Linked DNA regions of Sus scrofa: all the other regions are linked to region 3. Evidence: chromatin contacts called from public Hi-C, HiChIP or PLAC-seq and promoter capture Hi-C data. All regions are on one chromosome and are shown on one strand. Each heading gives the region's core, a stretch centred on a gene start, on an enhancer-like site or on the middle of the called end of the contact. The rest is flanking DNA. Distances are from core to core; before and after follow the strand shown.

The links. Promoter capture Hi-C pulls out the DNA fragments that hold promoters and counts their contacts. A called contact is a pair of places that touch in the nucleus more often than the background predicts. HiChIP or PLAC-seq counts read pairs in DNA pulled down with a chosen protein or histone mark.
Region 1: an H3K27ac HiChIP or PLAC-seq map of skeletal muscle shows a contact between it and region 3, with 3 times the contacts expected there. The contact joins the promoter of CARS2 here to the enhancer-like site in region 3. A contact is called at or near these places in 2 of 5 promoter capture datasets (fetal liver and liver), 12 of 47 Hi-C or Micro-C datasets (embryonic fibroblasts, fetal heart ventricle, fetal liver and 8 more) and 2 of 2 datasets of contacts at active chromatin or transcription factors (alveolar macrophages and skeletal muscle).
Region 2: a contact with region 3 is called in a promoter capture Hi-C map of liver, with 6 times the contacts expected there. The contact joins the promoter of NAXD here to the enhancer-like site in region 3. A contact is called at or near these places in 1 of 5 promoter capture datasets (liver), 15 of 47 Hi-C or Micro-C datasets (brain, embryonic fibroblasts, epiblast stem cells and 11 more) and 2 of 2 datasets of contacts at active chromatin or transcription factors (alveolar macrophages and skeletal muscle).
Region 4: a Hi-C map of liver shows a contact between it and region 3, with 5 times the contacts expected there. The contact joins the promoter of RAB20 here to the enhancer-like site in region 3. A contact is called at or near these places in 1 of 5 promoter capture datasets (liver), 11 of 47 Hi-C or Micro-C datasets (embryonic fibroblasts, fetal heart ventricle, fetal liver and 7 more) and 2 of 2 datasets of contacts at active chromatin or transcription factors (alveolar macrophages and skeletal muscle).

Annotation. Positions count from the first base shown.
Region 1 is chr11:77,266,032-77,272,704 of Sscrofa11.1, reverse strand. CARS2 (probable cysteine--tRNA ligase, mitochondrial) reads left to right here and starts at 2,769. Exons shown (of 15, transcript XM_021065916.1): 1 at 2,769-3,077. ING1 (inhibitor of growth protein 1) reads right to left here and starts at 2,433. Exons shown (of 2, transcript XM_021065917.1): 1 at 2,100-2,433. The coding sequence starts at 2,298.
Region 2 is chr11:77,205,480-77,212,224 of Sscrofa11.1, reverse strand. It overlaps NAXD (NAD(P)HX dehydratase), which reads right to left and starts at 1,993. Exons shown (of 10, transcript NM_001243422.1): 1 at 1,936-1,993. The coding sequence starts at 1,981.
Region 3 is chr11:76,917,898-76,924,663 of Sscrofa11.1, reverse strand. The region is part of intron 2 of COL4A1 (collagen alpha-1(IV) chain); the gene reads left to right. Among named protein-coding and RNA genes, the nearest start is that of COL4A2, 76 kb to the left of the region's middle. Within about 2 kb of position 4,978, at least 19 of the 83 cell types and tissues checked have an H3K27ac peak or open chromatin away from gene starts, as enhancers often do. A contact at or near this core is called in fetal skeletal muscle, liver and skeletal muscle, where this site is marked.
Region 4 is chr11:77,186,604-77,194,144 of Sscrofa11.1, reverse strand. RAB20 (ras-related protein Rab-20) reads left to right here and starts at 5,252. Exons shown (of 2, transcript XM_003482931.4): 1 at 5,252-5,717. The coding sequence starts at 5,546.

The DNA.
Region 1 (6,673 bases), core at 1,520-4,019, 350 kb before region 3:
GCGTGAGTCTTGTCTGTTGTGGGGCATGTAGTGGCTTTCCACCTCCCCCCACTCTTCCGTTTCCCTGCTGCGCAGTCCTGTAAACATTAGTAAACTCGGAGTGATTATCCACGTTCCAAACACAGCCCCAATGCGATGCCTGACCTGGGAGGAAAGTTTCCCCAACAGCCAGCAATTCCCAGCGGACCCGAACCCTCCGTCTCTCTCCGGCATTCTGGGCGGCCGAGGCAGCAGAGAACGACCCACAGGTCCTCTTCCCCTGCCATGTTCCTCTCCAAGTCGACAATATTTGCCTGCGCCCCCCGAGCACAGCACAGATGGGCGACTTCCTCGCCCCATCCTCCCTTCCCTCCCCTCCCCTTGACCACTGCACGCACAGAATAAAGCCCTGGCCCTCCGCAAACTACACCCGGCCGCGTCGCCCCCCGTACGTCGGCCCTCGCTCCGTGTCCAGCACCGCGGGAGGGCCGGGGGCTGGGTGGGGGCGACTGGGGCTGCACCACGCGGAGTACCGACCCCGGACTTTATGTAACACTCAGATTCGGGACTGAGTGAAGGTGGTTCCGGGGATGGCGAGCAGGGCCGGCGGACCCCTCGCCCGCATTGCCCTCCCAGCAGCCCTGCGCGCAGCACCGTCTCTGAGCCCCTAGCTAGCGACCGCTGCACATCCCTCCCTCGGCGCCTCAGCCGGCGCCCCCTGCGCCCCCTCCCCCGCAGCACCCCGCCTCGTCACTTCACTACAAAGAGCGCTTTGCTCGCGCAGCCTGGCATTGAGACCTCTCGTTCCTTCTTCCTCCTCCGTGTCCGGGCTTCGCGCACAAGGACCTTCGCAAATCAAAGACGCTCCAGACCTTTTGTTTCTGTCCGGCCAGGGCCCCGCCGCGGGATCGAGGCTCCCCAAGCGGGGATCAGGACGGCCCGCGGCCCCGCGGCGCGCCGCGACCGACGGGGATGGAGCAGCCGCCCCCGCCCATCCATCCCGCCGTACCTTGGTATTTCGCGTCGATCTCCCGCATCAGCGAGACGTTTCTCTGCAGATCGAAAGGCAGAGACTCGATGGAGTCCAGGTAGTCCTCCACATAGTTCACCAGGTGGATCTGCTCCCCGTTGGCAGGGCTCAACATGGTTCACCGAGGTCCCCGGCGACTCGGCGCGGCTTTCCGCTTCCTCCGGCCCCCGCCCCCTCGGAGCCCAGCGCTGCAAAATGCAAGGCTCCCGCCCGCCGGCGCCTCCCCTCCGGCCGGCCCCGCGCCGCTACATCTGCGAGCTGCACCGCCTGGGCCCGGGGACCGGCGCCTGGCGGGCCGGGCCGGAGCTCGGCGGCCTCGGGCGCGGGGCGGGCGCGGGCGGGCGTGCGGGCGCGCACCCCGGCGCAGGGGCCGGGGCCGGGGCCGAGCGAGCGCGGGAAGGGGCGCGCGCCGCCCGCCGCGCCGCACTTGTCCAACGTGGAAAACCCAAATACCAGTTTCAAACACTTGGGAAACATTCGGCCCCCTGCATCGCGCATGCGTCCTGGCCCCACCGCCCCCTCCCCCGTGGGCCCCGCCCCCGCCGCATTCACGCCCCTCACCGGCCCCGCCGCACGGGGGTGTGGCTTTGTCTGTCACTTTTGCCGGGGCAGGGGCCGCGGGGGCAAGGGGCAGCGGGCGAGCTGAAAACTTTAGTGGGAGTTTCGCACTTGCAGGCAAAGTGCGTTGGGCGGGGCTGCATGGCCGCTGGGTGTTGCGGGAGAGGCAGGTGGCATAGCCCAGAGCTCTCTGGAACCGACCCGGCCTCGGGACCATCACAATCCCGGGTCACCATCTCCTTCCCTTTGCTCAGTCCCACACTCCTGATCCCGCCTCGCAGCCGGGAAATAAGTACGGCCCGGAACAGACTGGCAACCTCGAGGGCCAATCCAGGTTCCGCCCTCACCCCGGCGGCCCAATCAGGAGAAAGAATAGGCGGGGCGATCACGGACACCTCCCCCTCGGCTCTTACTACTAGAAACCCGCGTCCCTCCGGGGGCGGAGGGACCAGGCTGGCCCGGCAAGACGGAAGTGGTTGCGCATGCGTACTTGTGTGGCCAAGAGGCCCATTTGCCCGCGCCGGAGACCTACCATTCGGCAGTCGGACCACCACTCCCGGCAGCCTCGGCGGCTCCCGCGCCTGCGCGGTCCTCACCGCCCGCCCTTTGTGTTGCCGGCCGGAGCCCAGCGCCGAGCGGCTTGGAGACAAAGGGACCCGAGAGGGGAGCGGTTCGCCAGGCCGGGTCCCCGTAGAGGGCAGGTGACCCCGACCCCTTCCCGCATGTGCCATGGAATCCTCTCTTAAAGTCCGCGCCCCCACTTCGAAAGACCACCCAAGCCGTGGTGGGGCAAGCGTCCGGGCGCCCGGGTCCCGGGGGCCTCTCCCTGTGCAGCCTTGGGCCCCCCTCCCCCTCCTCCCCGCCCTAAACGCCTGGATTTGGGCTTCCGAGGAGCCCCGTTGCCTAGACGACGGGGCCGCGCGAGGCCCGCCTCTTCCGGCCGAGGCCCCGCCTGTGGGCGTGGCCCCCTCCCCCGCTTTGTCCGCGGCGTGCGGGTCTGCGCCGCGCTTGGTGCTTTTCGGAGGACTCGTTTGGCCTCCTTTGTCCTGCCCTGTCCTTTGGCGGGTGTCGTGTCGCCAACTCTAACCCTGTCAGGTAGTTCGGCCTCGGCCCCTGACGTCCCTACCGCCTCTGTGCCTGGGCGGCGCTGCGTCTCTCGGACGGGTGGGTGGGCGGGTTCGCCTGGCTCCGGGTGCCCTGCTGCCCGTGGCCGCTCCCCCTGGGACTGAATCGATGCTCTGCGGTTCATCACGTTCTGGTGGAGTTCCCGAGTGTCCGGAGAACAGTGTCGTGACAACCAAGACCGCGGGAGAGTTTCTTAATTACTCAGTGTCATTCAGACCGAGCCAGTGTTTGTAAAATAGGTTTTGATCCGCAGTGCCCCTAGCAGCGATCTGCAGAGCAGTCCGCGATGTGGCTGTCAGTGCAGACTAAGTTGGGCTGGTCGTCTTTGGAAATGGGTTGGAACGCTGCTGCGGTGATAAACGACGAGTAGGAGTAAAACTTTGAGGTAAATGGGTTTGATCTTCATTCTACCCCTTCATCGCACCCTCACATCAGGAAACGTTCACTTCGATATTTGGGAAAGTGGTTATTTTACTTAGAGAGTCACACTTTTCCAGCTTGGGCCCAGTGTAAAGCAAATGATAGGTAAAGTTTCATTTATTGGCCACTAGCCTGCTTAAAAGGCTTTAATACTGTGACACTATGTGGCAACGAAGAGACTATATGGAATAGAGTAAACGTTGCATAGGAGAAACGCATATACGTAATTTTAAAGTACAGTAACAAGAAAGAGGTTCTTTTAATCCTTGCATTCACTGGCTCTAAAATGAGTAGTGTTTATCTGAATTTAAGAATAAAGGTGGGCGTTCCCGTCGTGGCGCAGTGGTTAACGAATCTGACTAGGAACCATGAGGTTGTGGGTTCGATCCCTGGCCTTGCTCAGTGGGTTAAGGATCCGCGTTGCTGTGAGCTGTGGTGTAGGTAGCAGACGTGGCTCAGATCCCACGTTGCTGTGGCTCTGGCGTAGGCCGGTGGCTACAGCTCCGATTCGACCCCTAGCCTGGGAACCTCCATATGCCGAGGGAGCGGCCCAAGACATGGCAAAAAGCCAAAAAACTAAAAATAAATTAAAAAAAAAAAATAAAGGTGGAGTTCTTGTCATGGTGCAGTGGAAACTAGTCCGATTAGGAACCATGAGGGTCCAGGTTTCATCCCTAGCCTCTCTCAGTGGGTTAAGGATTCGGTGTGACCCTGAGCTGTAGTGTAGGTTGCAGATGCAGCTCGGATCTGGTGTTGCTGTGACTCTGGTGTAGGCCAGCAGCTGTTAAAAAAAAAAAAAAAAGAAAGAAAAAAGGTGAGAAATAATTTACCCTTCCCAATGACCATCAAGCTGGAGTGTTTGTTGTTTTGTTTTGTTTTTTTGCTTTTTAGAGCTGCATCTGTGGCATATGAAGGTTCCCAGGCTAGAGGTTGAATCAGAGCTGTAGCTGCTGGCCTACACCACAGCCACAGCAACGCAGGATCCAAGCTGCGTCTGTGACCTACACCACAGGTCACAGCAACGCCAGATCCTTAACCCGCTGAGTGAGGCCAGGGATTGAATCTGCAACCTCATGGCTCCTAGTTGGCTTCGTTTCCGCTGCACAACGATGGGGAACTCCTGCTGTTGTTTTTTTCTTTTTTTTTAATGACTAGCTGTGGCATATGGAAGTTCCCAGACCAAGGGTCTGATTGGAGCTACAGCTACAGGCCTACACCACAGCCACAGCAACACCAGATCCCAGACCTGTCTCCGACCTACACCTCGGCTCAGGGCAACACCGGATCCTTAACCCGCTGAGCCAGGAAAGGAACCGAATCCTAGTTGTCCTGGATACTAGTTGGGTTGGTTACCGCTGAGCCAGGATGGGAAATCCCGGAGGTTTTTTTGTTTGTTTCTGCTTTTTTTTGGTCTTTTTAGGGCTGCACCCGTGGCATATGGAGGTTCCCAGGCTAGGGGTCTAATTGGAGCTACAGCTGCCGGCCTACACCACAGCCACAGCAAGGAGGGATCCAAGCCCTGTCTGTGAACTACAGCACAGCTCATGGCAATGCCAGATCCTTAATCCACTGAGGGAGGCCAGGGATCGAACCCAAAACCTCATGGTTCCTAGTCAGATTCGTTTCCACTGGGCCACGACGGGAACTCCAGGTTCTTTTTTGCCTTTTTTTTTAAATCAAGATGTCATGTCTTTTTTTTTTTTTTGGCTGCCCTGGAGGCACATGGAGATGTCATATCAATAATGATTCCTCTCATTTTTTCATGGACTTGACAGACGTGTGAAACACAACAGCTTTTTATTCATTCAACAAGAAGTATTTAGGATTGTCTACCATGTCTTTTATGCACTAGGAATGCAGTGGTGAATAATGGCTACAAGACATTTAATTTACCCCTTGGGCTAAAAAGTCAGAAAATATTTGATTAGCTTTACAAAGTTCTTAAAATGTATACCAATGACTTACTGTTTTCTGGACAAGGTTAGAGGACCAGTAGTAAAATATAGTTAATGGTGATCAGTCATTTAATTAAGTTAATTAATTTATTTTTTGGTCGCCCCTTGGCATATGGAGTCTTCAGGCCAGTGATCAGATCTGAGCCACTGTTGCTACCTAAGCCACAGCTGCGGCAACAGTGGATCCTTAACCCACCCTGTGGAGCAGGGGATTGAACCTGCATCTCAGCACTCCCAAGACTCGGGGGATCCCATTGGGCCACAGTGAGACCTCCTGATCGGGCATTTTAAATATGCCACTATGGAAAAGGGTATTTCTAGTTTTAATGGAGATGCTCAAACCTATGGGAATAAAAGAGATGAACATACAATTCTTTGTTTTGAAGTGCTTAAAATATAAATCCTAGTACATTTATCTCAAACCTGCAATGCCCTGAACAATATGCTACCCTACCTACTGTACTTTGGATTTACAAAATTTTGCTTTAAAAGAAAATGCCATGCTGAGAACTACGTTTTGTTGTTGTTGTCATTCAGGAGTAAGAAATGGCATTCATGATGGTATAGAACCTTAATAAACTTCCTTGTTCCGACTTCAAATTCCGAAGACTCTACTCTCTCTCTAGGTGTAGATGCTAATGCATCTTCCCAGTCACTTTCACTTTACCTTAATATTGGACCTGCAGGAGGAGTCCTGTTTTAGCCATCATTAAATAATGGATGTGTTGATCTTTGAAGATTCCCCCAAGACTTTAGAAAAGCTAAATTGCTGCAGACTAAGGACTGAGCCCCTTACAGGACCAGTTTTCACAGGACAGAAGATTCCATTGTTAGTTTAAAAATCATGATCTCTCAGGGCCAAGTAAAACATGCCAGCTATCCAGGTTGGTGTACAGGATTTGGTCTTCAGACTTACTAAAGCAGTTTCCAAAAACTTCAGGCTTTTTCCTTGAATTCCACAGATGGCAGTGAAGCCTTGGTTCATTTTCTTCTTTCACTGGCACGTCTAGTATCAGGATCAGAGCTTTCTCTATCAGACGCTTTACTGCCCAAATTCCCTTCTACCTGCACAACAGGTAGGTTTCATCCAAGATGAATTCAGCAACGCTTTCCTGAGTCTTTTTTTTTTAGGGCCGCCCTCACAGCATATGGAAGTTCCCAGGCTAGGGGTCCAATCTGAGCTGCGGCTGCTGGCCTGCACCACAGCCACAGCAACGCCGCATCCCAGCCGCTTCTGCGACCTACATCACAGCTCACAGCAACGGAGGATCCTTTAACTCACTGAGGCCAGGGATTGAACCCTCGTCCTCCTGGGCGCTAGGTTCCTTACCGCTGAGCCACAGGGGAACCCCCCCCCCTGAATTTGGTTGCTGGGTGCAGTAAGAGTCTCCAAAAGAATTTTCAATCTAAAGTACTCCTGGAGAGAAACATTCACACGTTGTAGGAGAAAGGAGAGAGAATTACAAAACAACGTCAAGGCAAGCATGCAGGCAGTGGGGAAGCGGTGGAGGAGCCCCAGCTTAGCACTGATGTGGAGGTCTCCTAATCCTAAAAATAGGTCCTAACATTTTAGCGTCAGGCATTAGCATCCAGTTTACATTAGACT
Region 2 (6,745 bases), core at 744-3,243, 290 kb before region 3:
AAGGGCTGGACTCTCGCCCTTAACCACTTCGAACAGAGTTTGGCACAGAATAAGCGGGTCTCAAAGGAAATGAATCTGACTGAGGACATGGGTTCAATCCCTAGCCTTGCTCAATGGGTTAAGGATCCAGTGCTGCAATAAACTGTGGTGTAGGTTGCAGATGCAGCTCAGATCTGCTGTGGCTGTGGTGCAGGCTGGCAGCTGCAGCCAATTAGACCCCTAGCCTGGGAAGCTCCATATGCCGGGGGTGCGGCCCTAAAAAGACACGCACACACAAAAAAGAAAAAGCCACTCAGGGAATGTCTGATAAATTAGTGGCTTCCTGGTTCACTCTCTTCATGGGCAGCTAGTTTAGCCTTTTACAGGCAGGAAACCGAGGCCCAGAGAGACAGACTGGTGAAGATGCCATGATTAGGGATGAATAAGCCAGGGCAGGAGACAACAATTCACCAAAACGCTGCCATTTTCAGGCAAAAAAAAAAAAATATATATATATATATTTTTTTTAAATCAAATATACCACCCACTAAAAGACAAGTGAAATCCTTCTCATATGCCTTCTGAAACCAATTTGGAATGTGGGGGAAAAAAACACTGCTGAGAAGCACAGCATTTTAAGCTTTAATTGGAATTGTACGAATGCAAGGTGCAATCCACACTGCTAGCCTGCATCCGGCCGGTAACATTCACCTGAGAACCCTTAGCGAAAGGGCCAAAGGCCAATTAAAAATTTTCCCTACACTCCACAGAGAACCAAGTTTCAGCTGGCTAACTGACACCATCTGGGCTTAACCACAGAAACAAATACTAAGTGTAAACATCAAAGTTCTGAAGGATAAAAAGGCCATGACAAGAGGCAACTTAAAATTTGTCCCATTAGGTAATGTCTTCACACAATTCTGAATCTGGAAGAACAGGGCAAACCTGTCTGGTTTTTGTTTGTTTTCAACAAGTGCAGCTGAGGGGCGTTAAACAGATTGCGTCACCGTGGGCTGTTTTCTAGAACCTCTCACACCTTTCGGTGATAACAAGGTTTCTGTGCCAAAGGTGCTTTCAATTCCTGGGAAGGGTAACTCCTTCGGAACAGGTTACAGCAATCTTTAAATTAACTGAGATGCCCTAAAGCTGGGACAGGAAAGTCCGTAATCTGGAGTTAGACTTGTTTTTCGGCCCAAGTTTAGCAAGCCAGTCTGGTAATGAAAGCTCCAGCGGACTCACAGAGACATCTTGCTAAATAATCACACGATGTGAATGTAAGGCAAACAGCCACCAATAAAATATCTCCAAACTGGTGCGACTGTGCTCAGTGCGGAAGCAGAGGGACCCCTCAATGCTCCTCAAACCCCCTGAAACTAACGACAGTGCCAAAGGACAAACCCCCAAAGCCCCCAACAGTTACCTGCCGCCTTGCCTCTGAGAAGGACCGCAGCAAAAGCGCATTTTACCATTTAGCTACCTTCTGGCTGGGACCCTGGCTCGGCGCCTGCCTGCGTTACACGGAGGGAAAGCAGCAGCCTCTCCCTTCCGTGGCGAGCAGCGAGCTAACAGCGCGCTGGCTACTTAGCGGCCTGAGAGGTCCGCGGTCTCACATCACAGGGCGAGGGAGAGGAAAGCCACCCTCCGGGCTCCACGTCGGGCGCGCTCGTCCCGTTTACGCCTCAATTCTTCCCCCACCGTCCGCCCTACTCAGCAGCCAAGGCCGAGACGGGGGCCTCGGGGTCCCTCGGTCAGCCCTGCACCTGCGGCTCCCGCGACCCCGGCCCCAGCGCGGCGCCTCCCGCCCGGACCAGCGGCCCCCCGCCGAGTACCTGCGTCCAGCGGCGGCCCGTAGAGCACGAGCGCGGCGGAGAGCACCGCGACCACGGCGGCGCCGGCGACCGCAGCCCCGGCCCCCGCCCGGGTGGCCATGCCCCGGAAGGCCCGAGTCGCGCTTACCTCGCCCGCAGCCGCGGACCGCCGCGCAGCCAGCCCCCACAGCCATCGGCGGACTTCCGGTCTCCCGGCAGCCCCCGCGCCCCACGGGCCCCACAGCCGTGGGCGGCTTCCGGTCTCCCGGCCGCCCCCGCGCCGCCGCCGGAAATGGGCTCCCAACTGGCCCCACCCCGGCCGGGCCTCTTCCGGTCCTGGACACGCCCCCGCGATTGTTTCCATTGACTTGGGTCTGAGCCCCGCTGCCGTCGTCTCCGTGCAAATCCACTCCTGACCGTTCTCTGTGGAGTGATTCCTACCCCGCCTCTCCCGCTCTCCTCCACTCCGCACACTGCTTTTTTCCCCGTTTCTTGGGATGGTATAAAATCATTTCTTTATTCTTGGCTGTCTTTTTGGTTTTGTTTTAAGATTATGTAGTTGATTTGCAGTGTGCGGATTTCTGCTGAACAGCCAAGTGGATTAGTCACATATATACACTCTTTTAAAATATCTTCCATCATGGTCTACCAGAAGACTGGATGTAGTTCCTTGTACTATGCAATAGGACCCTGTTTATCCATTTTAAAGGTAATAGGTTGGGGGAGTTCCTGTCGTGGCTCAGCGGAAATGAACCCTACTAGTGTCCATGAGGACACAGGTTCGACCCTTGGCCTCGCCCAGTGGGTTAAGGATCTCGCGTTGCCGTGAGTACTGCTGCCTCCTGGAGGTGTGGTGGGAAGAATTAAGAAGTTGGTTGGGTTCATTAGACTCCACATCTCAACCCCCTGATACTATGAGGATTTGTTTTCTAAAGCCCAAAGGACAGGGAGTGAAAGGTGACCAGCATGGAAGTGGACGCCCACCGAGTGTCCTTCCCCTTTCCCAACATCACCTGTGAAATAACACAGTCTTTCCCTCTCGTTGAGGTCTTGGGTGCCTTACTTTCCATTACCTTCCCTCAATTCGTAAGTTTTTTTTTTTTTTTTTTGGTCTTTTTGCTATTTCTTGGTCTTGGGCCGCTCCCACGGCATATGGAGGTTCCCAGGCTAGAGGTCCAATTGGAGCTGTAGCCCCTGGCCTACGCCAGAGCCACAGCAACGCAGGATCCGAGCCGCATCTGTGACCCACACCACAGCTCACGGCAACGCCAGATCGTTAACCCACTGAGCAAGGGCAGGGATCGAACCCGCAACCTCATGGTTCCTAGTCGGATTCGTTAACCACTGCGCCACGAGGGGAACTCCTCAATTCGTAAGTTTTAAACTGCATAGGGTTCTGAGTAGCACGATGAAATCTCACGCCATCCTGCTCCATCCTGCCCAGGATGAGAATCTTTCCTTTGTCCAGCGTGTGTGATCCTGTTGCACCACAGCAGGAACCTCAGCAAGTCTTTATTTTCAGACTTAAGAGAAAACCAGTCAGGCTTAAACAGATTTAGTTTTTCTGGGAGCTTATTTAAAATGCAGAAACTCAGAGTTCCCGTCGTGGCGCTGTGGTGTAGGTTGCAGACACTGCTCGGATCCCACGTTGCTGTAGCTCTGGCGTAGGCAGACGGCTACAGCTCCTATTAGACCCCTAGCCTGGGAACCTCCATATGCCGCGGGAGCGGCCCAAGAAAAGGCAAAAAGACAGAAAAATAAATAAATAAAATGCAGAAACTCAGAGGTGCCTATTGTCAGGCATGAAAATTGTCATCTCATCTCTGTGATTGCTATGATTAAAACCACAAATAAAATAATCAATTAAAATGTAGAGGCTGTTACTGATTGGCTTGGCTATCATGGAGAAGACTCTTTTTCCATCGGCTGTTGCTGCCTCAGCAGGAGGGTTGCAGTGGTGACTCTGGGCCAGGCCATTGGTGAAGGCTGACCTTTGTAATTTCACTACAACCCCTTCTCATCGGTCAGTTTGATGAGGCTAAGGAACAGAATCATTATCAAAGTCTCAAATGACGAAAGCTCTTCTTATACTTGTCACATTTACAGGGCCACTGTATTGAGTGTTCTTATTCCTTTTCTGCTACGTAAAACCCAAGAACGTGTTTCTCCATCCTTTCTCCCTACGTTTGCCAAATAACCCGCACCCGCCTGCCTCTGCGATCATGGAATTCACATTACTCATCCCTATTCAGGAAGTTCGGCTGAGCAGGATAAAATATCTAGTTGTGTGTGTGCACGTGAGTGCATGTACATTTGCACACTTATTTAGGTATCAACCACTAACAAATGAAGTGATAGACTTTTCTTGATAGCTCTAACTTCAGAGACTTTAGAAGGCCCACATTTTCCATAAAAACCTCTTATATAATTACAATATAAAGAAAAAAAAGTACCAGGAGTTCCCATCATGGGGGCTTAGTGGTTAACGAATCTGACTAGCATCCATGAGGACACAGGTTCAATCCCTGGCCCTGCTCAGTGGGTTAACAATCCTGCGTTGCTCTGGCAGTGGTGTAGGCCAGCAGCTGCAGCTCCGATTTGACCCCTAGCCTGGGAACCTCCATAGGCCACAAGTACAGCCCTAAAAAAAAAAATACTAGGTTGAATCTAGATATAAAATATCTAATTCCAGAGTTCCCGTCGTGGCTCAGCAGAAGTGAATCTGATTAGCATCCATAAGCACAAAGTTTCGATCCCTGGCCTCTATCAGTGGGTTAAGGATCTGGCATTTCTGTGAGCTGTGACGTGGCTCAGATCCCACTGTGCTGAGGCTGTGGTGTAGGCCGGCAGCTGTAGCTCTGATTCAACCCCCAGCCTGGGAACCTCCATATGCTGAGGGATCAGCCCTAAAAAGCAAAAAAAAAAAAATCTAATTCCTCCACAATAGCTTTGAGAATTTAGGAGAGGCACCCAAGTCATAGTTTTTGTGACTAAAAAATTATAAACTTTAATGTTTCTGTGTCACCTCCAGAAACATATGTGGTTAATCTAGTGATGTATTTGACTATATTCTATCTTTATTGACTTTTTGGGGGGCCATGCCCACAGCATGTGGAAGCTCCCCGGCCAGGAATGGAACCTTAGCTGCTGCGGTGACAACACCTAATTCTTTTTGTTTTATTCTGTTTTTTTCTTTTTTAGGGCCATACCTGGGCCATATGGAAGTTCCCAGGTTAGGGGTTGAATCGGAACTGCAGCTGCCAGCCTACACCACGGCCGCAGCACCACCAGATCCAAACTGTGTCTGGGACCTTCACCACAGCTCACGGCAACTCTGGATCCTTAACTGATCGAGGCCAGGGATCGAACACACATCGTCATGGGTACGAGTTGGATTTCTGAACTGCTCGGCCACAGTGGGAACTCCTTGTGGTGGTGGTTTGTATTGTTGTTCACACCTAATTCTTAACCCACCGAGCCATGGAGGAACTCCTTTTCTTTTTTGTCTGCAGCATATGGACTTTGTTTGTTTGTTTGTTTGTTTATTTGTTTGCAGCACATGGGAGTTCCTAGGCTAGGGGTCGAATGGGAGCTATGGCTGCCAGCCGATGCCACAGCCACAGCAATGAAGGATCCGTTCTGTACCCGTGACCTACACCACAGCTCGAGGCAACCCCAGATCCTTAACCCACTGACTGAGGCAGGACCGAACCTGCATCCTCATGGATACTAGTCAGATTCGTTTCCGCTGAGCCACGACGGGAACTTCCCTCCCCTATGGTTTTGTTCATTGAGTTTTTCTCCAAAATAAACACACAGAAACCCACTGGAAGGGTGGCCAGGTGAGGTCACCTGATTGGGAGTCTGGTGACTTCATTCCGTGGATTTTCTCTCTGCTTAAGACACACGGGCTCCAGGGAGTTCTCAGTGTGGCGCAGTGGTTAACGAATCCGACTAGGAACCATGAGGGTGTGGGTTCCATCCCTGGCCTTGCTCAGTGGGTTAAGGATCTGGCGTTGCCGTGAACTGTGGTGTAGGTCGCAGACACGGCTCGGATCCCGTGTTGCTGTGGCTGTGGTGTAGGCCAGCGGCTGCAGCTCCGATTCGACCCCTGGCCTGGGAACTTCCATATGCTGCGGGAAGCAGCCCCCCAAATGGCAAAAAGACAAAAAAATAAAAAAATTTAAAAAAGACACACAGGCTCCATCAGCTCCAAGGGACCAGCCTCTCTTTAGGATTAGCCCCTATTTCTCAGTTATTCTCTGCGGATTGGGTAACGGAGGCAAAAATCTTTTCCTCTGCCCTTTTGGGGCAGGAGACTGAGATTTAAACTGACAACAGACAGATTAACAGGAGACAAGACCTACGAATTTTATTTGTTGTTAATATTTTAATTTTTCTGCCACGAAGGGAGAACTTCATAGAAAAGAAATGAAGACCCCAACAGGCAGTCCAATTAGGGGTGGAGGGCTTATGTGCCGTTTTAACAAGAGGTGATAAATTATGGAGAAATGGCCAGAAAAAGGAAGCCGGGTTTGGGCCTTCGGGGTGGAAAGGCAACTGTTCAGGGAAGCTAGTGAGGTGCGGGTTACTCAGTAAAGGCTTAGTTCAAGCACCACTGCTGCCATCTCTGGAGATAAAGGTTGCCCTTCCCTTCCAGGTGGAGAAAGGGGAGCCCCTGATAAGGGCTGAGGGCGGCCCTGTGTCAGCACTTTCTTAATTGCCTTCAGCTGAAAATAATCTTCATGCCAAAGCGGCGTGTTTTGGGGTGGCATCGTCTCATGACATGTTCAGCTGTAACATATTTGGGAACTGAGGCGTCCACAGTGGTGTCTACCCAGCCTCTGTGATGCTGAAATGTCCTCGCTCTGTGTAGGTAGCTGCTACCCACGGGTGTCTATTGAGTCCACGAAATGTGGCCAGTGCAATGGAGGGGTTGAATTTTACATTTTAATAAG
Region 3 (6,766 bases), core at 3,729-6,228:
TTTGATTGTGAAAATTGAATAGAGCGTGAAGCCAGGGAACACGCACGTTTTCCAGAGGACAGACTCCATTGGGCTGCTGTCCGATGGGAAAGGGGAGAAGCGGTCGATTCAAGATGAGCCGTATCAGGGACCGTACACACGGGAGTCAGTGGAAAAGACCCATCTCGGGTCCGAGACCCTGGACAAACATTATCAAAATAGTTTTCTTCTTTCTAACTTGGGAAGCTGACTGCTTCAGGGGAATGACTCTAAATATTTATCCCTAAAATATCTTAAACAGATTACTGCTTTGGAGTTAGAATTGACGGAGGCCTTTGAGACTGCTCTTCAGAAAGAGCGAACATTATTGAAGCAAACATTTGCTGTTAAAGACCCTTGCTTCTGCTGACAGAGTGTCTTCTCTCACTGATACTCAGGTCAGATTAAGGAGAAATGTCTGGAATTTATTTATAAGTCCCAAGAACCTTTGGATAATGTTAAGGTTTGTTTTTTTTTTTTTCCCCTAACAGTTTGTCAGCACTCAAGTTTGCCTCTCATTTTAGTAAGTTTTTATTGGATCGGCGAAGTTGGACAGTTTGTTTGCTTTTAGATAGCTTTGGGGGAAGAGTTTTAAATTGTTTATGGTAAGAAGGCACTCAGGGCTCTTTCGAGATATTCTTGGGTTGAATGATGGCTTTTTAGAAAGCATCTGTGACGAACTCTTTATAATTTATTTTTTTCTCGCAAGGTGATAGGCAGAGTGCATTTTGTAGGTCAGAGGCGTCTGCAGTTTCATTTCTTTGCACATGTCGACTAATCAAGTAGTGCTTATTATTGTCCGTCACCTGGGTCGTCGTCACTCAGCTCATTTTACATTATCCGATTTGAGCTTAGTTCTGAAAACCAACTTCAGAGCAATGTTGAAATTCCCAGAATTGTGCCAGAATGCATCGTAAGCGCAAAGAATGTTTCGATATCAAGATTTAAGCCAGCGGAAATCTGCCCTCGAACCCGGCCGCCTGCAGAGCTTCCACGTGAGGGGCTGTGTCAGTGGGCGGCGTGAAGCTGGTGGCTCATCAGCGAGGCCTAGGACCTTCCGTAAGATGGACCTACCAATGGGGTCGGGCCTTTTCTGCTCAGGACCCTGAGGCGGAAAGTCCAGTGTAGACGGCATAGTCCAGGAAGGAGCAGGCGGACAGAGGTTTTACTTTCTAGGCGGACGGCCAGCTCCCTCTCCCAAGCTTCGGCTCTCTGTCCCATTCATCCCACAAGCCCGGTGGCCCACGGCTTCTGAAGTCTCAGGAACAAGTCCCCGGCAGCCTGACGACGGACCTGGGAGCCCACCCAGGCCACGGCTCAAGGAGACTTTTAACACCTTTATGGTACTTCTCATCCTTTGGATGTGTGACGATGCGGAAGCGTCCTCGTTTCTAGGAAAACCCGAGCCTCTCCCCCCCTCCCCACGGGTAACTGGCCCGGCTCTCCGCGGGCGCCCCCACGTCTCATGGGGACCTGCACAAGCGACACGGAGACTCCTCGTTGCACCTCCTCTCTCAAAGCAAACACCGCCGAGCCCCGAGAGAGACCGTGCGCGTTTGGGGAGGAAGATAGAAAAGGCAGCGCCGGGCTCCGGGGGTGCGATGGGTCGCGCTTTCCTGGGTGCACACCGGCGCGCGGCCAGCGGGAGCCTCGGACGCCGACGGGTGCGGGAAACAGTCGCCCTCCTTATATTCAAAGAAATGTCGTCTACGTTACATTAGCGTACATGGGAGTTCCCAGCGTGGCTCAGTTAAGGAACCCGACTAGCATCCATGAGGATGCAGGTTCGATCCCTGGCCTCGCCCAGTGGGTTGAGGATCCAGCGTTGCCGTGAGCTGTGGTGTAGGTCACAGGCGTGGTTCGGATCTAGCATTGCTGTGGCTGTGGTGTAGGCCAGCAGCTGCAGCTCCGATTCCACTCCTAGCCCGGGACTCTCCATATGCCGCGGGTATCCATGTAAAACGATTTAAAAAAAAAATGTTTAGCCCATGCGTTCTTTCAAGAATCCAGGCACATGTCTCATGTGGTGCAGAGAGTCAGTGTTCCTGTCTTCCTTTGGGGAAGACCAGGCCTGGCCGGGTTCTGGTTGTGTGTGTTCAGCCTGCAGCAGTGGCAATGCTTCTGCCACCACGTCGGGCTCCACGGTGTGGAAGGGCCACAGCGGGGCCTCGTCGAGGAGTTTTCCACGACCCTGTGACCCCAATCGCAGCCTTCCCACGCCTTCCCCAGCAGCATCGGAATTCAGGAAGTGGTGCTGCCGAGCCCTCGCTGCTGCTGGGCTCCAGGAGCTGGACTGTGGGATCTTGGGCTCAGTCCCAAAGTCACCCATTGACCACGAGCCACCATCTGACATCGTTTCGCCGTCGCTGACGCTCGGGCAGCTCTGGCTCCAAATGGAAATGCTTGCGTCCCTCAGTGGTTTGCAGCCTTCCTTGGAAAGTGACCTCTCCAGGCCCCGGACGACAGAAAGAAACAGCTGATCCGCTGGGATGTCCCGCCCACAGCTCCCTGCCCCGGTCTCTTCTCTGACCAGTGATGTGGACGTGGGCCAGCCTCTAATGGTGCCCATGGGCTCTGGACTGGAAAAAGGGGACCCAGCAGCCCGTCCTGCCAGCCACCGCACTGTACAGTGGCTGCACAGAGAGCTCACATCTTAGCTGACGCTGAGCTCATGTCCCGCTTCTGCTTAGATCCTCGTCCATTTACCCACTTTTATTGAGTTCAGAGTTTGTGCTAAATGCTGAATGAATAAATACTTACTTTGCGCTGCCTTTAACATCCTTATTTCTGAGAGGTGGAAACCCCACTGCAGATCCTGTCCAACAAGCATCCTTTGCTGGCTGTGCTCTCCTCTCTAATGGGCAAGCCTCGGGCCTGGGGACAGGTGGTCCTGCCTGTCACAGTCGGGCCCCGTCCAGGGGGAGCCCAGGGCCTGGGCGGTGTTTTCCTTTGGACCTCAGCCCACTGTCAACATCCGTTATCGTAGTGTCTTAATTGATTTTATTTATTTATGTTTGCTATTTAGGGCCACACGTGTGGCATATGGAAGTTCCCGGGCTAGGGGTTAAATTGTAGCTGTAGCTGCCGGCCCTTGCACCACAGCCACAGCAACAACACAGAATCCGAGCTGCCTACACCACAGCTCACGGCAGCGCGGGGTCCTTGACCCACTGAGCGCATTCTCATGGATACCAGTCGGGGTTCATTACTGCTGAGCCACAGCGGGAACTCCATGATTTTAAATTTGAAAAATTAATTCAAAGTTTGACTAAAAGAGACAGTAAGATTTTGAAGCCTGCTGATGCTGGATCCGTGATAATTCAGGGTTTGTTGCTGGTAACGGTGTCTCCTCTGCCATCCTTAGAACCGTTTCACACACTCAGCCTCGCGACCCTGGGGACTCTGTTTGGATTTGGATTCTTGACGAAGCTTCAAAGGGGACCAGGGTTGGTGTTCGGGTTCCATCTGAACTTGTTTAAGCACGGATTTTAAGAGGAGGGGAAATAATTAGATAGTATAAAAAGCCTTTTATTCCCATCTTTTATGGGTTTTTAAAAAAGATTTGTCCTTCTCTACGTAATACATGATGTAAAAATTTTATGTTGCTGCATGCATGGAACTCTCTTTCCTGCCTAATTTAGAGTGGCTAATTTTGATGCCCAGATTTTTCACCATGGCTGCGTTCTTTCATCTTTATAGCATTTTTTTTCTCCTCCAATTCTGACTTTCATCCTTGGAAGATGCAGTGATAATCATTCCATTGTTGGGACATAAGTTTTTTTTTTTTTTTTTTTTTTTTTTTAATTAGTACAGCACACAGCACTGACCTTCTGGAATAAAACTAGTCAATGTGGTTGCATCAAAACACGTTTGTGGAAGCCCTTCTCACTCCCCACTTGAAATTCTCGCTGCGGTGACGACAGTGGTCATGGGCTTTGCTCTGGCCACCACGTCCCCGTGGACCTCTTGCCTCCAGGATCTCATGGCAAAGAGGTGTCGAAAGGGTCCTGTTTCTCAGTTGTTTTAACTGCACGCTCTGCCTCGAACCCCAGCAACCCCGGCGCACGAGCAGTCACGACTGTAGCATCGCTCTTGCAGCTGCAGAGTCTGGCTTAGAAAGACCTGGTGGGAGAACCTTCACACAACCTGCCCAGCTCTTTGCTTTCCCTCTGCCCGTCGTGGAGATTTGCTGCAAGGCTGCGGCATCACTTGGCCTGTGTTTGCCAGCTAATTGTATTGCTGTTTGAATGCTTATCCTGTCTGTGTGCCCTGCCCTGCTGCCCAGAAGAGCCCTGGACGGGGTCCAGGGTATGAGACTAATCGTGTGTACTTTTGTCTGAACAAAAGATGAGGAAAGTTAAAAAAATATGTGTGAGGCGGCCAGATCCATGTCCATAGAGGAGTCACTTCCTCTAGCTCCTTAATTTCAAAACTCCTGGGATACGGGGCTTGCTCAAGTGTTCCGCTGACATTCGGGGAGGAATGTGTCCTCGCGGTGAGAGCTCCCACTGGGAATTCAGAGTTCTGCGTCTGTTCCCAGGAGCACACAGGGGTCACCCAGTGACATGCGACGCGTCAGTAAAGCCTTGGAGTCCTCATTTCCCTATCTGTGAAATGGACATAAAAGGGGCTAATGCGATGCTGGTGAATTACTGAAAATTCGCTGGGAACCAGCTTGCTCTAGTGACCTAGAAAAAAACACCAGCTCTGGGGGAAGCTGGCCTCCTTTCTATTTCTGGCTTTCATGCTGACTCAGTGAGAAACTTGGAGGAATCAGCTCATCTGGCTCTGGGTCTCCATGCATTCCACGATTAAAAAGAGACTTAGAAAATCTTTATCTGCCCCGACTCTCGGGACGATACCGGAGGCTTTTCTGCTGACGTGCCTTTCACGCGTCCTCCCATCTCGCGTCGGGTTATCCGAGGATACGCGATTCAGGGCTCACTTCTTTTTCAGCCAGCTGTGTGCCGTTCAGCTCTGGTCTATTTTGGGTAGAACCTTCCCACGTCCGAGTAAGGGAGGCGGTGCGTGTGATGCCCGTGAGAAGCCATCTCCAGCGCCAGGAGTTTGTGCAGTTCTGTCTGTTGTGATTTTAGGTGAAGGGACAGTGTATTGAGGAGCTTTGCATTGGTCGCGTCTTGGTCTGAGGATGTCTTCCTTTCCCAGCCCTGTCGCAGGCCTCGGGGAGAAGGAGCCCGCGTTCGGTGTCAAGTCCTGGGCCGGGCTCTGGGGACGCGAGCATCTGTTCTTCCTGGTTGATCCCTGGATGCAGCTGGTCCAAGGAGCTGTGCCAAAGGGCCGCGCCTAGTTTTCTTTCTTTCTTTTTTTTTGTCTTTGTGGGGCCACCCCCATGGCATATGGAGGTTCCCAGGCTAGGGGTCGAGTCAGAGCTGTAGCCGCCAGCCTACACCACAGCCACAGCAACGAGGGATCAGGGCCGCATCTGTGGTCTACACCACAGCTCACGGCAACGCCGGATGCTTAACCCACTGAGTGAGGCTAGGGATCCTAGTCGGGTTCGTTTCCACTGCGCCACGACGGGAACTCCTTAGTTTTCTTTACTCCGTTTAGGACGCGATGGTAGCCTCTAGGGTTTGGCTTAATCCGCTCCCATTTATTCACACGCTGCTTCCAGCCTCCTGACTTCCGCTTCCAGCAAAATGCCCAATCTGGGGAGGCGAAGTGGCTGGAGATCAAGTTCAGAAGCCCATTTTCTCATCAGAGCAAATGCAGCAGGGAGTTCCCATTGTGGCTCAGTGGTAATGACTTTGACTAGGATCCATGAGGACGCAGGGTCGATCTCTGGCTTTGCTCGGTGGGTTAAGGATCCGGCGTTGCTGTGGCTGTGGTATAGGCTGGCCACTACAGCTCCAATTTGACCCCTAGCCTGGGAACATTCATATGCTGAGTGTTTAGTCCTAAAAAGCAAAAAGCCAAAAGGGGAAAAAAAAAAAGGCAGCAGGTGCTGAATTCACCAGCAAGCACCAGGACTGGCTGAGGGGTTTGGGTTTGGAGAAAAGGACAACTCTGGGAGTTTCTCTCCCACATCCTTGCATTTATGCCACGTTTCAAAGCTTTAAGCAACTTTTGGTGATGTGCTGTTTGCGGCGTAAATGTTTGTGTTATGTGATGTGTAGCTTGTTGGTTTCTCTTTGCTTTGAACGAACGTGGTTGTGAGCAAAGTGTTGGACACTGGAGACCCCTGCCTGTGGCTTCCACAATGCCTGCTGCTCTTTAATCAGCTGAGGTTGGGAACTCCCCGGTGGCACAGCAGGTTAAGGACCCAGTGTTGTCACTGCTGTGGCTCAGGTTCCATCCCTGGTCCGGGAACATCTCCTAAGGGCCAGCTCAGGGCCTGGAGTCCCCCCATCTTTCCGAATTACCGCCACCTGTGTGGTCCCCGAATAACATTCACTATTTTAAAAAGAAACTTTATTTCTTTTTGCTCCACAAGGGCAGAGACCTTTGCAACCCCCACGCCCACAATAAACTCCCACACGTTTTAGAGAAGCTCGTGAAAGCCTTTCAGGCTCTGGATGGAACAGGGAGTCTCAGCATCTCGGGGTGAAGCTCCCACCAAGGGCTCTGCCCACAATCCTGCTAATGGGAGGCCTGAATGACATCTGCTCACAGTCTCAGCCCCGCGTCTGCTGATGGCGAGAAGATTCCACTCATCAAATGAGGCCACGAGCAATTTGGTGAAGAAAATCCTCACCAGTCTGTCGTCGTACTCACCCAAGGACCCACT
Region 4 (7,541 bases), core at 4,003-6,502, 270 kb before region 3:
TCAGGGACGGCCAGTGCCAGCTTCGAAGAAGAATGCAAGCCTGCATCTACCCCGATCCTTATCTGTGGCCCTATTTTCCTCTCCCGAACGCGAAGACCACTTGTTCTCTCCCTAAGGAGGGCATCGTCTTTAGGGCATTAGCCTGCTGGACCCTCCTTTGCCCATCAGAGCAATAAAAGCCTTTCCTTTCGCCTTTGCCTAAAACTGTCTCCACATTTCTAGTTGGCGCTGGTGGACAGAGGCCACATTACCTGCACAGAAGTTTCAGGGCATCAAGACTAGAGGATACGTCAAATGTTTGTCAAGTTTCTTTTTTTTTTTTTTTTTTTTTTTGCTTTTTAGGGCCGCACCCACAGCCTATGGAAGTTCCCAGGCTAGGGGTCGAATGTGAGCTGCAGCTGCCAGCCTGCACCATAGCCACAGCAATGCGGGATCTGAGCCACATCTGTGACTAAACCACAGCTCACAGGAACGCCAGATCCTTAACCCACTGAGCGAGGCCAGGGATCGAACCTGCATCCTCATGGTTCCTAGTCGGATTCCTTTCCGCTGTGCCATGACGGGAACTCCGTCCGTCGAGTTTCTTTAAAAAGCAAATCCTCACGATCAAGGCAGACCTTGGGAGGCAGCGGCCGTGGCGTTGGGAAGGTGGAAAGGCCACGGGGGCAGATTTTCACCAAGAAGGAATCAGGGAACAGTGTCAAAGGCCACGAACGTGTAGGAAGACCGAGTGGCTAGACTGGTCACTGGTGACGAGGTGACAGCATTTTCCAGGAGTGTGGCGGGGGGGTGCAGGCTCCCTGGAGGAGGAGGCGAGGCGTGTGATGGGTCGGGAGGACTCTGCCTGCCTGGGCAGCATCTCCGAGGATGGAGCTGGGGATCGGCTGGATGAGAAAACAGGAATGTAAAGGTGGGAGGTGGAGTATCTCCAAGTGGGCGTATCCATGGAGACAGAAAGCGATGCTTTTCCGGGGACTAACCCCTCTGGTCCTCTCCTTCTGCGTCCGGGGCTGCAGTGCGGACAGACTGAGAGGTGATAATGGAGGGTCAGCACAACCTATGGATTTTTGTCTCTTTATGGACGTTCCCAGCTCCGGTCGAATTGGAGCTGCAGCTGCCGGCCTGCACCACGGCCACGGCAACGCCAGATCCGAGCCGCGTCTGTGACCTCCACCACAGCTCATGGCAACGCCAGATCCTTAACCCACTGAGGGGGGCCAGGGATCGGACCCTCATCCTCGTGGAGACTTGTCAGCTTCGTTACTGCTAAGTCACCACGGGGACTCCAGATCAGCACAATTTAGAAAAGACTTTCACATAGAGTGTTTTAAAAACTTTCAAAATTAGATCAATTACTGAAAAATCGAAAGCGACGGATCGAGAGTTCCTTGTTCTCTCTGGATGGGGAAGTTTACGTGGTTTCGCAAGAGGAAGTGGAGCTGTTAGACCCAGTATTAGATGAGAGGGAAGGAGGAAGGCAGGTTGATCACCAGGCCTGAGGCGGTGTGAGAGGGGCCGTCGGTGGGCCCTGCTTTGAACAGAGGTGGGGGGCCTGGCTGTGGATCCAAGACTGACGGCGGCGGCTGGGGGGCGGGGGGGAGTCTCTGGTGAGATCAGCCCAGGTGTTAGCCCGGAGCAGGGGTGTCAGTCAGGCTCGAGCCACTCTGACTCAACGGGGGGGCTTGAAAAACTGCATGGTGGGCCCACCCTGAGTTTGTTCGTTCTGCAGCTGCATCTGTGGCATATCAGCCACAGCAACCCTGGATCCAAGTTGCATCTGAGAACTATGCTGCAGCTTGTGGCAACACCAGATCCTTAACCCACTGAGTGAGTGAGGCCAGGGATTGAAACCGCATCCTCACAGACACTGTTAGGGTCTTAACCTGCTGAACCACAATGGGAACTCCCCACCCAGTGATTCAGACTCAGTGGCTGTAGGTGGGGTCAGGGAGTGCCTGTGCCCAGGTGCCCAGGGCTTTGGGACCCTGAGCCCAGCCTGAGCAACGCCCTCCTTATAACCAGGTTCTAAGACCTGACTAGGACAGTGGGGGACTGGCCAGACGCTAAGGAGCCCAGGCTTAGAGGAAAGCAGAAGAGCGGCCTCCTTCCAGGAGCGCCCAGGTGAGACCACTGGTTCCCAGAGAAAAGGGCTTCTCTACTGTCAGCAGAGACGTGCAGTGGGGCCCACGGGGGCTGCCGAGCTCGGGACACCCCATACTCACACCTGCACACTCACGCCTGCCCTCACACCCACTCACCTCCCAGTCACCAATGTCCCCAGGGCCACATCAGCACAGCAGGTGGGGTCAGGACAGATCTCCTCCGTTCAGAAGCCTCGGGCACGCTGCCACCTCTTTCAGATGCAAGACGCAGCCCTTGTCATGACCCCAGGCCCTGAGGACCTTCTCTGGCCACCTGCCCCCCGTCCTCGTGGGCCTGGTGGCCAGCTCCCCTGCGCTGTGCTCCAGCCGCTCCGGCCCCCTGGCTTCTGCCTCAGGGCCTTTGCACTCACTGCTCTCCGTACCTGAACCCTTCTTCCTCCAGGTAGGGGCATGTTTAACTCTTGATCTCATTCCAGGGCTCCAGAAACTTCATCTTCACAGACATCTTGCTGAAAATCCAACCCTGCAGACATCCCCAGGCCTCGATCTCTGTCTACCTCTTCTGCTCCGATTTTCTCCATCAAGTATTTAATCACCATCTAGGATACTACATGTTTTGCTTTTTTTTTTTCTTTTTAGCGCTGCACCTGCGGCATATGGCAGTTCCCAGGCTAGGGGTCAAATCAGAACTACAGCTGCTGGTCTATGCCACAGCCACAGCTACGCCAGATCCAAGATGTGTCTGTGACTTACACTGCAGCGTGTGGCCATGCCGGATCCTTGAACCCACTGAGTGGACCAGGGATCAAACCTGCATCATCCAGGATTCTAGTCAGATTCTTAACCCGATAAGCCACAGTGGGAACTCCTTGCTTGTCTCTTTTGTTGGCTGTCTTTCTCACTGCTCTAGTCCTAGGTCAGGGCTTGGAGCTTAGCGCCTCAATTCCTATCTGCTAAGCGAATACCTGTAGAGAGGCAGAGCTTGTTGCTTGTTTGTTTAAGAAAAGAGGAGAGTAGTTTAAAAGGTACAATTGTTTCACATCAAAGTACCTATAAACTGACAGGCCACTTTGCAAAATCCGACAGAAGCAACCACATTTTCCTATTTCTTATTCATTTATTTTTAAAATCTTTTTAGGGATGCACTTGCGGCATATGGAGATGCCCAGACTGGGGACAGAATTGGAGCTGTAGCTGCCAGCCTACATCATAGCCATAGCAACTCAGGAGTGGAGACTCATCTGTGACCTACGCCACAGCTCGTGGCCATGCCAGATCCTTTGAGCCACTAAACGAGGCCAGGGCTCGAACCCGCATCCTCATGTATACTAGTCAGGTTCCTGACTGCTGGGCCACAACGGGGAATTCCAGCTGGCATCGTTTTAAAAAGGAACTACATGATTTTCTTGGCTTTGGGCACTTCTTGTCTAAGCAATTGGAAAAAGGATTACCCTGTTAGGCCAGTGGTTTAAATGCAGGCAGAATAAACATTGAACTTGGCACATGAGTGGATAGTTTAAACAGACTTTCAACCTTTTAACTTCTTCTTCAGTCCTGCTTCCTGAAGAGGACTGAGACAACTAGCAGTCTTTTAAGGCATTTTTTTAGGACTGGTTGGAATTTGATATGGGGACATTCTCCTGGTTAAATTTAGTTTTCCAAAGTGCTGGACAATTAAGCAAAAAAAATTTTAAATGAACTTGCTCAGTGAATTCTACATGCCAGGCACTGGGCTATGTGCTGGCACTGTCCTTGCCCCTGAAATCCTGATGAGAAGCCACCAGTGTTTTGAGTGGAGGCAACATTCAGCTAATGAACACTTTTGTCTACACACAAAACACATCCTGATTGAGCTGGGGCTGTGTTTCAGTTCAGCACTTGAGAGATGCCCGAGAAAGGAAGCAACTGACCTGCCTTTGTGGGATCATCCCCCTGTTTACTGAGTGAGGGAGCTCCCCAGAAAGGTGGGCAGAGACCCAGGGTTGGTTAAAACACACTCCCTGTCCGCAGGGAAATTTGAACGACCCAGGAGGGAGGTGCGGAGCCCGCTGAGACCGGGATGGTGAATTCAGCCACCATGTTCTGGCTCAAATCTTTCTTGAGCAGCTGTTTTGTGCGAGACGACCCCCACCAGGCAGAGTGGTGAGCAGAAGACAAAAGTCCCTTCCTCATGGAGCTTAGTTTCCAGAGTGGGAGATGCACAGAGATGAAACAGTGCGGTTTTATTCGAGAGCCCTGAGAAATGAAGCAGGATAGGGCCGAGACGGAAAGGCGTGGGAAGGGTGGTGCTTGTGCTGCGGGACGGAGGCAGGAACCGTGGGCAGAGTTCCGCCTCGTGGCGTGGGCGTAGGCCACAGGGAACAGGGAAGGCCTCGAAGCAGAGAAAGCCCCGAATATTCAAGGTCGGCCCTCCTCGGCTGAGACGCCCTCATGCCTCCCCCGCTCAGGGCGCCCCACTCCCCTTCCGCCCGGAACCCCAGGACACCGCTCGGCTTCAGCAAACACCGCCTCCCGGTGTCCAGACTAGGGCATCGCCCTTGTCCCAAATAAATGCCAACTCCCACACGCCGAGAACGTTAAGAAGCATTTCGAGGTTCACTCCATCAGCAAAAGGAGGAAAGATGTCTTTGGCAGTCATTGCAACTGCCCACGTCGACTTTCCCCTCCAAAGTTTTGAGTGGCGACGGCTGTTCACGTCTCAGAAAAGAGCTTCTTGCCCAAGTGAACAAAACAAAACGACGCTAGCAAGCCCCGCTCCTTCCTAGTCCTTGACAGTCGGAGGGTGGTGTCCCACATTCGCTCCCTTCTGGAAAACTCCGCGCGTCCGGCCCAGAGGGAAGCCTGGGGCGGGGGAGGGAGCTGGAGGCCCATCCCCGCCGGGACTCTCGGCTCCAAGGTCAGCAGGCCCGGGCCGCGTCCCTGCGAGGCGTCCAGCCGGGGCCCGCCTCCCGGGACTCCGTCTCCATCTTCGCTCGAGCCCCCGGGAGCCGGGGCTCCCACCTGTCCGAATCTGCCCAAGGTTTCCAGGCAGAAAGCACCTTCCGACCAAAGGGCCAAGTCCACGGGGGCGGGGCGCGGGCGGGCCCGGGCCTCGGGAGGCTGGGTGGGCGGGGTTTGGGGGCGGGGCTTGGAGGCGGGGCGGGGCTTGGAGGCGGGGCGGGGCGGGGCCCGGGCGCCCCCGACCTGGTGCTGACCGCCGCGGTCTGGACACCTTGAGTGGGCGTCGGGCTGGGTCCCCGGCTCCTTCCCAGCGCGGACACGCGCTTCCTCTTCCGCGTTCCCAGGCGTCCAGACCGGAGGGTCGCCACGAGTTCGGGGTCCCCGCGAGTCCTAGTCTCCGCGAGTTCCGAGTTTGAGCCTTCTCGGGGAGCCTGGCTGCTCCTGCCGCGCCCCGGGCACAGGGGGCAGAGGGCACGGGAAAAGGGGGGGGCTCCTGCGGGAAAATGAGAAAGCCAGACGGGAAGATCGTGCTTTTGGGGGACATGAACGTGGGCAAGACGTCGCTGCTGCAGAGGTACATGGAGCGGCGCTTCCCGGACACAGTCAGCACGGTGGGCGGCGCCTTCTACCTGAAGCAGTGGCGTTCCTACAACATCTCCATCTGGGACACTGCAGGTGAGGGGCGAGGGGCTTCCAGCTGAGCGAAGCGGCTGTCAGGGCCAAGGTCGGGAACGGCCCGGGGTCTCCTGGGGGCGGGGTCTCCCAGAGCCAGGCCCTCCTGGGGCGGGGTGCCCGAGGGCCAAGTTCCCCTCAGGGCAGGTGTCCCCTGTCCCACACAGGGGTCCTGCTCTTGCTCTGCAGGTGACTGAGTCTTGGGGATCAGGCCCCTCGTCACAGTGTGGGGCCCCCCTTGGCCCCTTTCTACTCCTACTTCCCTTTGCTCTTTGGAAAACCAGCCGTTTAGCTACTGGGTACATCTTAGTGACAATCCAGGAAAGCACCCCTGGCTCCAAAGAGAACCTGCTGGTGACTTGTGTTCCCCGAGGGGCATCTGGCTCCAGAGCACCCCTGCCCAGACAGCTAGTGGTAACCCGAGGCATTTAAGTCCTTCCACCAACAGGAGCTCAGCTGCTGTCCACAACCACCTTGAGGGGTGAGCAGTGCTGATATAATTACATCTCCTTCCAAAAGAGAAAACAGGAGTTCCTGTTGTGGCTCAGGGGGTCAAGAACCAGACTAGTGTCCATGAGGACGCAGGTTTGATCCCTGCCCTCGCTCAGTGGGTTAAGGATCTGGTGTTGCCGCAAGCTGCTGCGTAGGTCTCGGATGTGGCTCCAATCTGGTGTGGCTGCAGCGTAGGCCGGCCCTGCAGCTCCGATTCAACCCCCAGCGTGGGAACTTCCACATGCCCCAGTGTGGCCCTTAAAAAAAAAAAAAAAAAGGACGAAAGGAAAAGAAAGCGGAAGCTCCCAACATTCCCTGAGGGCTTAGGCAGGAAAATAGGAAGCAGAACTGAGGTCTCTTCCCTCAATGCCAAGTTTATCTGCATTTCCCACTTATCATTGGCTTGATCTAGGCTCATGGACGTTATGGGGTTTTTGAAGTGATTTTCTGTAGAAGCATTTTTTTTTTTTTTTTTTTTTTTTTTGTCTTTTTGTTGTTGTTGTTGCTATTTCTTGGGCCGCTCCCGCGGCATATGGAGGTTCCCAGGCTAGGGGTTGAATCGGAGCTGTAGCCACCGGCCTACGCCAGAGCCACAGCAACGCGGGATCCGAGCCGCGTCTGCAACCTACACCACAGCTCACGGCAACGCCGGATCGTTAACCCACTGAGCAAGGGCAGGGACCGAACCCGCAACCCCATGGTTCCTAGTCGGATTCGTTAACCACTGCGCCACGACGGGAACTCCTGTAGAAGCATTTTTAAGGCAGGTAATTGTGTGGTATATTTGTGCTTTTTCAAAAGCACAGTTTACTGGAGGATCTTGCTTCAAGCTTACAGTTTAACTCTACAAAATTACACTGACATGAGGTGTTACAATAGAATATATTTCCTTCCCCACGAAAGGAATAAGATACCACGAGTAAAGAAACTGTAAATAGTATGGCCTGTTCTCAATGAACTTGACTTTCTGGAAGCCCGAAACTTTAAGGTCTGACTTTTTAAATGTCTGCACTTTAAGAAGTAAGATGTATGCCAGAAGATCCTGTCCAGAGTTTTCAAACTGCCGACTCGGGCGCACAGTCTGCTGAATAAACAAGATGTAACTCATCCTGTGTTTAAAACTGAATTAATGACGGCCACTGTCAGAGGCCCGCCCCGCCCGTTGCTGTCTTTTCTGTCTGCGCTGGTGAACGTCCTGACTAATTAATTTGCAATCACACTGTGAAAACAGCATCTCCCGGGTGCAGATGTACCTCCCCTGCTCCGTTCTCCGCCTCCGGGCTGCAGAGGGAGGTTCCTGCGAGGTCCCTTGCTTAAGCTGACTCTCCCGTGCTA